Linked DNA regions of Anser cygnoides: all the other regions are linked to region 2. Evidence: chromatin contacts called from public Hi-C data. All regions are on one chromosome and are shown on one strand. The core of a region is the stretch at or near the end of the contact, and the rest is flanking DNA. Distances in the headings are between cores, read along the strand shown.

Region 1 (3,266 bases), core at 369-2,868, 67 kb before region 2:
TTCACCGGGTGGACACACGTCCTCACCAGGCCTTGCTGCTGTTACAGCCGTGAGCACTCATGATCCACTGCAAATCCTCCCCAAACTGACATGGGGACAGGTCACTGCCTTGTTGGGTAAAAGGAAGGAATAACTGAGTTCTTTGTTTTCTGACAGCAGAAAGAGGTGATAATGCATAGCTTAAATTGGTGACAACTGCAACATCCAGGGATTATTGCTGGAGCTGCACATGTCTGTGCCAGAGCTGGGTATAAATCAGCAGCAAAATTAGGGGACAAAAGAAGTACTAGCAGGGGGGGACAAAGCCAGAGAGGGGACATTACTGGGTATGGGGCTGGCTAGATCCCTGAGAAAGACCCTGATATTGACTGGGTCCCCCCGTCCCACCCAAGAACATCCGTGGTGTGATGCAGGGCTACCTGGAAAGGCTCCTTTGCTTCGAAGGGGAAGGTGCTGTTAACCTCTTCCCTCCCCCAGTGGTTGGCCAGGAAGGAGTTGCAGACGATTCTGGAGCTGGCAAAGCGGGGGTTAAAGTGGAAAGCGATTTGGTCTCCGGGATGACTGAGGAAATTAATTTCAAACCTAAAACAGCAAAAGAAAGAGGTGGTGGAGCGGCACCACTGGATCTTGAGAGCCAGGGGGGCTGCAAGCGGCTTGTGGCCTTACATGCTTGTGCTGGAGCTGGTTTCGCCCTTGACCACGACGCTCCAGCCGGGACACATCCCCTCTGGGTACAGGGCCTCGAACTGCCAGCAAGGAGGTGATGGTGAGACATGGCAAGGTGGGGAGCTGCGTGTCAACGGCTCATCCCTGAACACTTCTCTATCTTTATCATCCTCTTCCCTTTTTTCCCCGCTCACACACAGACATGCTCTCAAGCCCCTGCTCTTTTCTGACTCCTAAATAAGCTCAGGGACTTGCATTATATATATATATATATAATATGATATATATATATATAAAATGTATTTTTGCTCCCTGATTCCATCCAGCTCTCTACAAAAGACCTCAGAGGCAGCAAATCCCCCCTGGTGCAAAGATGCCCTGCTGCTTCTCCCCTACTGGACAATGCAAAATCTGAAGCAAGCTAAGCAGAAAACTTGGTGGTGCTCTGAAGCAGGGTGTGAAAGGCAGGGACTGATGAAGGAATGATGGTAACACGGCACCCAGCCCGTCCCCATCCAGCATTACGCAGAGGACTCTTTCCGAGAGCTCCTGCCTGTTCCCGTTCCACCCGTTCCCCCCCATCTCCAAGGTTAAACTTGCACAGAACGAGCTGGAAAACGTTCCTTTTTGAATAATTCATAGTTTTAATAAATAACTCATTTTAATAAGAAGTGCTTGCCATTTCACCCCGCACTTTTTAGCACACTAATGATTTTGCACTTCTGAGCATCTCCCTTTCCCAAACTTATTGCTCGTGCTGGGAAAATCTCTCCAGCTTTGGCATCACCACTGCCAGCTCCATGCCTGGCCCTTGGTCCCTATAGCTCAGCACTCCTACACCCCTTCCCTTTCTCTGCCACAATTTCTGTTTCTCTGCCACAATTTCCCATTTCCAATGCCTTTTGGGGATGTGCAGGTCAAGCACGTCCTCAGCACTTACCCGCAGTGCCATCCTGCTCGCCTGCCCCTTGCTGCAGATGTGGGTGTGTGGTCGGGGTGGATTTATATAGGGGCGGGTGGCCGGGAGCCCTGTGCACAGGGATTAGCAGAGGCAGCAACCCCAGGTCACCTTTTCAGTGCAGGCTGTTGGATGGCGCTGGGGAGCAGCAAATCCCGCTCCCCACAGCGGGGTCAGCCTGCTGAGGCGTGCAGGGATAATTCGGTCCCATACAAAAGCAGCAGGCACCAGGCGAGCTGGAGCTGTGACACGATGGAAGCAGCATGGGGCGGTGATGGGGTGGACGTGCTAGGAGCACAAGGAGGTGACGGGGGCTCTCAAAGCTGGAGGAGATGCCAGAAGGTCGGTCTGCTGCAAAGTCCATAGAGTCTTTTTTTTCTTTTTGGTCTTTTCTTTTTCTCTTTGCCTTTTTGCTCGCTCAGAGCCCCAGCCTGAAATGAGCTGACGGCAGCTCTGTCCCAGCCGATGTGGGGCCAGCAGGTTTGGGATGCCACCGCGCTGAGCTCAGTGTGATTCCCTTCCTGGCTGGAAACAAAGCAGGGATTTGGGAGTGGGGTGAGGGAGCTTTTGTCAGATATATGCTGTCATGGAAAGGCACCAAGAAATAGGTAGTGATGAAATGAATTTTGCTCTTCACTGGTGATGGGAGTTTTCATTAGTGTGTGCTAATAATGTATGGCCGGGCAAAGCTGAGCCAGGGAAGGGATTTTCACACACCCTTACTCCACTCCCCCATTTTCAGAGGGTGAATGCATGAAAGGCACATGCTGGCCCATCTCTGCATGGATGGGAGGCTGTGGCACTACCCTGTGGTCCTACAGGAATCCCTGGTTTCCATCGTTGAAAAACCCCTCGCTCTTTGTCCGTAGTGCTAATGGTATTGAATGTGTTTGTTTTATTTCCAGCAGATAAGCAGAACGAGAGCTGCTATCCCAGGCTCTAGTGCCCCTTGGCAGATGACTGAAAACGCAATCTAGCAGGCGTGTAAGCCAACAGCCTCTCTGGGGGCTGAAAAAACAACCAAGTCCCAGGCTGGGATTCGCCCAGTTGGAGTCCTACAAAACGGCAGTGCTCGCGGTGAGAAAAGGCTGTGCCGGGGAGCACCAGAGCAGGGCTCTGTGCTACAGATGGCAGCATCGGGACGCGCAAGGCAGCCGTGGAGGTGCTGAGCGGGTGGTGGGGACACCCAGCCGTCCCTCCTCGGGCTGCTGCACGTTGGCATCCCTCATCTGCCCGGCTGTATGTATTCCCTGCTTGTGGTCTGAGCTCAAAGACGTGGTTCTGCTCCCCAGGTCCTCCCCTCCTGCTCGTTTCTGCTGCCAGCCAGGCTAAGGGCTGTGTGGATACAGGGTGTGTGCAAGCATCCCTTCGGGATGCATCTGAGACCTTCCCCATGGCAGTGGCCAGAACCAGACGGCATCGCAGCCATGTGCATAGGAAAGAGCAAGCTACGAGCTAAATAATTGATAAGTGAGTTTAGCACAACTTAGCTAACAAAATAAGCGTGTAGAAGCGTGGAGCGGCGCAGGGCAAGTCAAAGTGCTGCAGGGTGGTGGGAAAGCAGAGGGTGCTGCCCAGCGAGGCAGCGGCAGGGCAAACACCGGCTTCTTTCTGTGCCCAGTGCCTGCCTCTCACCCACATG
Region 2 (3,327 bases), core at 756-3,255:
TAGTCATTTTTGCTGCTCTCTCACCTCCCTTTTTTTTTTTTTTTTTTTTTTTAATAATAAAACTTGCATTCGGGTCACTCAGTGTGCTGGATGCTGTGTGAGTTGCTGCTTTCCCAGCCGGCTCGCAGCGCGGGAGCGCCGTGGCGCAGAGGCTTTTCACTGGGGACTCGTGTTTGCGCTGCGATGGGATGAGCACCAGTCCTGGCAGCAGCCCCGGCGAGAAATATTTGTGAATTGGGATGGGAGGGGATGACGGGAGATGGAGAGCCTTGTGTGAATCCTCTCCAAGCTCCACTTCCAGCCTCTCTGGCCAGCAAATGGGGAACATTTGTGGGAAACGAGCGTAAAAGCGGCCAAATCACAGAACCCAAACAACGCACACGGCCATCTGGCTATCCAATCCACCTCGCTGTCATTTATTGACCTGCGTTTGGGAGCCGTGTGTCCCAGCACCAGGATGGCTGAGCCCATGGATGGGACAGGAGGATGTCCCGTAAAATCCCTCGCTAGCATCTGCAGTCGGTGGGACGGGCTGGAAAGCCGAGGGCAGCCAGCCCCCAAAGCAGCTCCCGGCCATCTCCCACCTCCCCCTAAAGCTTGCTCACCTTCCTACTGCATCCATCCCTTGAAGTTGAATTGCTGAGCCTTCCACAGTGTGTTTTTCTCCTCCTGCTTTCTAAGACCAGCTGTGTCCCTGTCCAAACCAAGTCCCCTCCTGCCCCCCGCCCCCGGGACTCCCAGATCCTTGCTGCTTCTGGTTCTCCAGCCATGCAGCGGGGCTGCCTCTGCTCCTTTGGCTGCTTGGCAAGGAGGCGGCGAGCGGGAGACGAAGCGAGCATCTTAAACACAGCTGGAAGCACTTCCCACGGTGCTGCCAGCCAAAGCTGTGGGACCGCTATAAGGCCCTGCTGCCGACCCCTCCGGCCTCGTCCTCAGTGGACGTGTCCCCCTCCATCCTCCCCACACTGCGATGGCTTCACTGGGGGGGGGACCGTGCTGGGTTTGTGCTTGTCCCCAGTGGGTGCAGGGGACTAAAACCACCGTGACACTTCAGATGATCCTTGGCCACATCCTAGGGACTGCCCTGCACTTTTCTCGAGAGCCAAGACATAAAGGACGTGAACATGGGTGCGCCATGGCCAACACGGGCACTAACTCTCCACAGTCCCCTCCGTGGTCGGCACGGTCGTATCCTGCAGGGTCCTGAGCACACATCAGCGCAGGGAGCCCCCCCCCTCCCAGCAGGCTCTGGGCATTTTGGGGCGCACAGAGTGATTTATAAGCCCCTTGGGGAGCAGGGACTGGAGCAGCCCATCCCTGCAGCAGCCCCACGCAGCTGCGTTTGGAGCAGCTCATCTGCGTGCCTGGTGATTTATGGGGTAAGAGCATCCATCCCATCCCATCCCGTGGTGTTCAGCTGGTGGGAAGAGGAAGGGGGGGTGGATGGGAGAAAAGCTTCTCATCACCAGCATCTGCAACACCTCCTAAAGCCCCTGCACGGACCCAGGAGGGATTAACAGCCTGTCCTGAGGGCTGAGCGGGGATTTTCACAGGGCTCGCTGTGAGAAACAGCCTGCCCCAAGCTGCTTTAAGGCAGGACCCTTCCCGACTGCAGCTCCAAGATAAACCACGGTGCGATCCTGCATACAGAAACAGAGACGTGAGGCATGGACAAGAAAGTCCTTCTGCTCCTGCCACCACCCGTCCCCTCTCCCCATGCCGCATGCGATGGCACGGCAGCATGCCCGGCTGCTCTGTCGCAGTGGCTGGACCCGTGGCCCCAGGTGGCCGCATCCAGGCTCTGTTCCTCTCCTGCCGGGCCACCCCAGCAGGCAGGAGGCTGCCGGTAAATGTGCCGGGAGGTCACGGCCTCTGCTCCGCCGTGTGTGCCCCCACGGAGCTGCAGAGGAGCCCTGCAGAGCCCCGGGGCTGCTGCCTCCCCCCTCGCTCCTCCTGCGGCTGCCTCCGCTTCAAACCCTCCTGACTGCCAAGAACAGGACTTCAGCATCCCCATGCGGTCAGACAGATCTGTTTCTCCCCATTTAGGCTTTGCTCTCAGCTGTTCAGGCCCAGTGGGCTCCCAGCTCGGGTCCCTGCATCCTCTGTCCTGGAAGGGCAGGCTGCTGAGCTCCCGGGAGCATTCATGAAGGGGTGACGGGGTCATTCCTCAGGACCAGGGGTGCTTCAGAGAGGGTTGCAGAGGACAAGATGCAATTCTGGCTGCCCACTGGCTTTCCCTGGGCTGGGAAATGTGAGGAATCGCAGCTCTGGAGGTATGCAAGAGAAGGAGAGCCACGGACCCAGCTCTCAGGTGCGGTTAATGGAAGAAATTGGGCAAATCCAGCCTCGGTCTCGGCATGCACACCGCCACGGGCAGCAGGAGTCACCACCCAGCCGCTGACCAGGGACAGAGGCACGTAACCGGTCCCAGCGGGCACACCAGCAGCCACCAGCGTGCTGGCTTTCCAGCACAGAACAGCCGCCAAGCACCACCACCTCCTGGAGGCACCGCTCCTGTCGGCACAGCTCAGCACACGCCAGTAACACAGATACTTGAAAGCGTCTCCCCGGGGCACCCCTCCCTCCCTTATCTTAGAGGTCGGAGATCTAAGGGCCCACTACTGAAGGCTGATCTGAAGGCGAGGTTTATTCAAACACATATTTCACCCCGGCTCCTGGGGGAGAAGGGACCCATGTAGGAGGCTGAGCGAAACCTGAGGCTGTGGGCACGGCCGGCTGGAAAGCACTGGGAAAGGTCACCGGGCCGGTGGCCTTGCATGTTCCCATCCCTGGTGGGAGTCTGTCAACCTGGTAAAATATTTACGTGCTGACTCTGGTGGGGGCTTTATTCTCCTTCACGCCATCGGCTTCCCTTGGCTGCTCCAAGCCCCCTGCGCCTCAGAGTGGGTTTAATCAGCTCAGGGCAGGGGGCGAAGGTGGAACGCACAGGTCCCTCTGTTAGGGGGAAAAACAAGGGGGGAGGCTGGTCTGTCAATTATTTGTGAGGGGAGGAAAACTGGTTTCTGTTGAGATTCACACGAGGGTGAAAGGGGCAGCAAAAAACCATCGGTGTTTCTGCACCTTACTGATGGGTTTGTGACCACGGGAGTGGGTTTCAGTCTAAATACACACGGTGCTTAACCAAATACAGAATTAACAGAATGAAACCCTCGCTCACACCAGTCAGGCCCACCAAGGGAGTAGGACAGGTCCGCATAAAATCTGGGGGAGCGGAGCAGGGCAGAACGCCAGCACAGAGAAGGGTGCCCAGGACCTGCAGCTTGGCCACAGGGCTGAGGGCAGCTGTCCCCTCTCAGCAGCCCTCAG
Region 3 (3,221 bases), core at 349-2,848, 120 kb before region 2:
TCTGAACCTGAAGAGCTGTAAATGCAACACAAACTGTCCACTTGGGAAAGCAGTCACACGGGTGTGTGTTTTACAGCCAAGTCTGAAGCCTTTCTTTTTCTTTTCTTTTTTTTTTTTTTCCCAACAGATGACATTGGCGATATTCCAGAATGAGTTACACTCTGTCAAGCTCTTAGCCAAAAAAAACCTTTTAGGAAGAGAAAATAACATGTTCAGAGGTGTTCATAATCCTAGTTTAATCCACGCTTGAAGAATAAAATTTAATCTGAATTAGCCATGTGACAATGCACTGCTTCTACTGAATGTGTTGCCTTGGGAAATTTTCAAGACAACTACGTGCAAACCTTGGGCCTTTGCAGATCTCACCTCTGCTGAGCCCACGGCAATCTGCCTCTTCCCTTTCTGACCAGCAACCAGCCTCAAACCAAAGCGGAGAAACTTGGTCGGGTACTTCGCTTCCCTCCTGTGCAGGGCCTGCAGATGGTGCCAGCAGCCGTCAAAAGCAGCAGCTCGTCATCCGCGTGGGGAATGAGCAGAGGACTGGAGAAAAGTCACCAGGGGAGCACGACTGCCCCTGGCCCTAAGGGATTGCAGTCTGGGGACTGTCGGAAGTAGGGGAAGTGGGTGCAGGGGTAGCATGCCTTAAGATCCATTTTAGCTTGTGTTGCGATGCTGAAAAGCAGAGGGAAGGTTAGCAGAGAGGGACCTTACATTTGTACATGACTTCTATACTCCTACCACAAGTCTTTCTTCTGTACTGCGTGCTGTAGCTGTTAGCTTTAATTAAAGACAACTAAGGTGTAAACAGAGTCCAGGAGAAGAGGACAATCGCATTTTCCCAGCAGTGTTCTCCTCCCAGATGTCAGCGTGGAGCCCGAGCTGCCTTTTTCCCAGGGCAAAGGTGTGGATACCACCCGAGCACCCAAAAGGCTGCCTGATTATTCAAACCAAATGTTAATGCCTGAGAAATAGCTTCGTCTTTCTCCCCTGCTGTCTCCGTGTGTTGCTGTGAGGTGGGGAGGTGCAATGCATGCCTGGAATGCTGTTTGGGTGAGCAGATGTTTGGCTGTGAGAGCAGCCAGACACTGCTCTAAGCTCTTTTCCACCTAAACAGCATTTCAGATCGGACTGCAGTGGGGACAAGCAGCGTGGTGATAGGTGAAGACCCTGATAAGAGGTAGCCTGGAGGTCAATGGCAGGAATGTTTTTATTTTTGGAAAAAAAATGTCTCCAGTCAGCAATCTTCTCCATAAGGGACTATTTTTATATTTTTATTTTTTAAGTGGGTTCCTACTTTTTAAAGATGTTACAAATAAAGTGCTTTCTCCTGGGTCTGCCAAAGTGTCTAAGACGACAATCTCAGCTAGGTTCATGCACTTCACAAATGGTTCAAGAACATTTTTACAGCTGCAGCACTCACAAAGAATTCTCCTACATGCTCTTTCTCACTTGCCGTGACACCGGTCACCTTCCCTATCCCTCTGTGCCTCTTGCTTTGCTACCTGTTCAGAAGATGAGGGGTAATTCACTCCAGGGCTAAGGAAACTTAATTTACTTGTATTTATAAAATGCCTTAAACTGCTGAAGTGGGATGCAATACAAGTGCATAAGCTGCCATAAGAAGGCAGCTGATTTCCCTAATTAAACAGGAAGAAGCAGGAAGAGGTGCAATTGCAAAACAGAAAGGTCAGGAAAACTTGTCTGTTTGCTTATCTATTTCACATAAACAAAGATATAAAAAAATGGCAGACAGATAAAATAAGCACAGTGTGTGTGTAAAACAAACCTGGGCCAGCGAGTCTCGAGCCAAGCCGCTATTTACAAGACCTCACGTGACCTGCAGGCACTGAAGGACCAAAAGTGAAGGAAAAGCGAGTTTTCCAAGTGCATACATCTCCACTAAATACCTTTGGGCTGAATCACTATGAAAAGCTGCAGTGTTCAGAGCTATTTCAAGCAGAGACCCGGACATTTGAGTCTAATGCACAGCTTTGAGGCTCCATCTCTATACGGAGGTTGCGTAACAACAGTTTGATAATTTGCCATGACTGTTGTAAAGCGCACGGGACTAATGATGTGCTAATTTTCCTGTTTGTAAAACCTATATATTTAAGCCTATGTTAATACATGTAAAACTTGGCCATTGAGATCTCAGAGGTGGAATGTGTAAATATCCTTTGCAGCTTGGAGAACTGCTGTAACTGAGGCTCCAGCCCGCGCCCCAGACCCACCTCCTGCGCAAAGCAGGGCCCTGCTCCTTTTCCGAGGCTTTGATTCTTCTCGGTCACAAAGCGTAGGAGTAGAAAAGGGCGTTTAAACTGCTCTGGGCTTTTCAGGCAGCACCTTCTAGCTGTGCTGTGCCTCAGCTACACCCTGCTCCTCTAAGGGCCTAGTGGGACAGAACCCAAAAAGCCGCATAGTTTCTTTCTCCCCTCAAATAGCTTCAAGTGGCTGTATGTAAGCCTGAGCTCCAGCACACACGGATGTCTCAGGATGCTGTGTTCATGTCGGGACGAGGATTACTGCCGTCACTGGCTGCTTCCGTCCCCGTCCTGTCACTGGGGCAGGCACTGGAGAGGCTTCTTTCCTTTCTCCATCCCCCGTACGCCCAAACACACGGGCGCGCTGCCTGCGACCAAGCCAAAGGCAACCCCCCGGTTAACAGATCTCCCGCAGCCTCTCCCTGCCCGTCAGGACGAGCTGGCAACGCGGCCACGTTTCGGAGAGCGCTGAGGGGGAGCCGAGAGCCCCTCCCTCAGGGGCGTCCCCCCACGCCAGGCCTGCTCCGGGCCCTGAGGGCTGCGGGCGGGGCGGCGCCTGCGCCGCGGCCCTGCGGGGGGACCCCCGGTGCCCGGCGTCTCGCGAGAGGCGGCGGCGGCGGCACCGGGACGGGGCCGGGCTGCGGGACGAGGAGGAGGAGGAGGAGGAGGAGGAAGAGGAGGAGGAGGAGGAGGTGGAGGAAGAGGAGGAAGGCGCCGCCGCCGCCGCCCGGGCGGAGGTGAGCGCGGAGCCGCCCACGGCGGGGCGGGCCGGGCTCAGGGCGCGGGGCTCGGTGCCTGCGGGGGGGGGGACGGGACGGGCAGACGGACAGACAGAGGGGCAGACAGACGGACGGGCCCTCCGGTGACTCCAGCCCGCCGCCAGCAGCAGCCCCCGCTCTCCTTCAGCGCCCCCCCCCCGGGCAGCAGGTAGGGCGCACGGCCCCGTTATCCTTCCCCTCG

The links. Hi-C and Micro-C count contacts between places; a contact is called where the count stands out from the background.
Region 1: a Hi-C map of granulosa cells shows a contact between it and region 2, with 3 times the contacts expected there. The contact joins the promoter of GRIFIN here to the enhancer-like site in region 2. A contact is called at or near these places in 3 of 7 Hi-C or Micro-C datasets (granulosa cells and liver).
Region 3: a contact with region 2 is called in a Hi-C map of liver, with 1.5 times the contacts expected there. The contact joins the promoter of CHST12 here to the enhancer-like site in region 2. A contact is called at or near these places in 2 of 7 Hi-C or Micro-C datasets (granulosa cells and liver).

What each region holds. Positions count from the first base shown.
Region 1 is chr15:5,119,664-5,122,929 of Taihu_goose_T2T_genome, reverse strand. It overlaps GRIFIN (galectin-related inter-fiber protein), which reads right to left and starts at 1,618. Exons shown (of 4, transcript XM_048066155.2): 1 at 1,607-1,618; 2 at 667-899; 3 at 420-582. The coding sequence starts at 1,618.
Region 2 is chr15:5,052,974-5,056,300 of Taihu_goose_T2T_genome, reverse strand. No RefSeq gene overlaps it. Among named protein-coding and RNA genes, the nearest start is that of LFNG, 15 kb to the left of the region's middle. Within about 2 kb of position 2,005, at least 1 of the 3 cell types and tissues checked has open chromatin away from gene starts, as enhancers often do.
Region 3 is chr15:5,171,461-5,174,681 of Taihu_goose_T2T_genome, reverse strand. It overlaps CHST12 (carbohydrate sulfotransferase 12), which reads left to right and starts at 1,598. Exons shown (of 3, transcript XR_010825090.1): 1 at 1,598-2,998.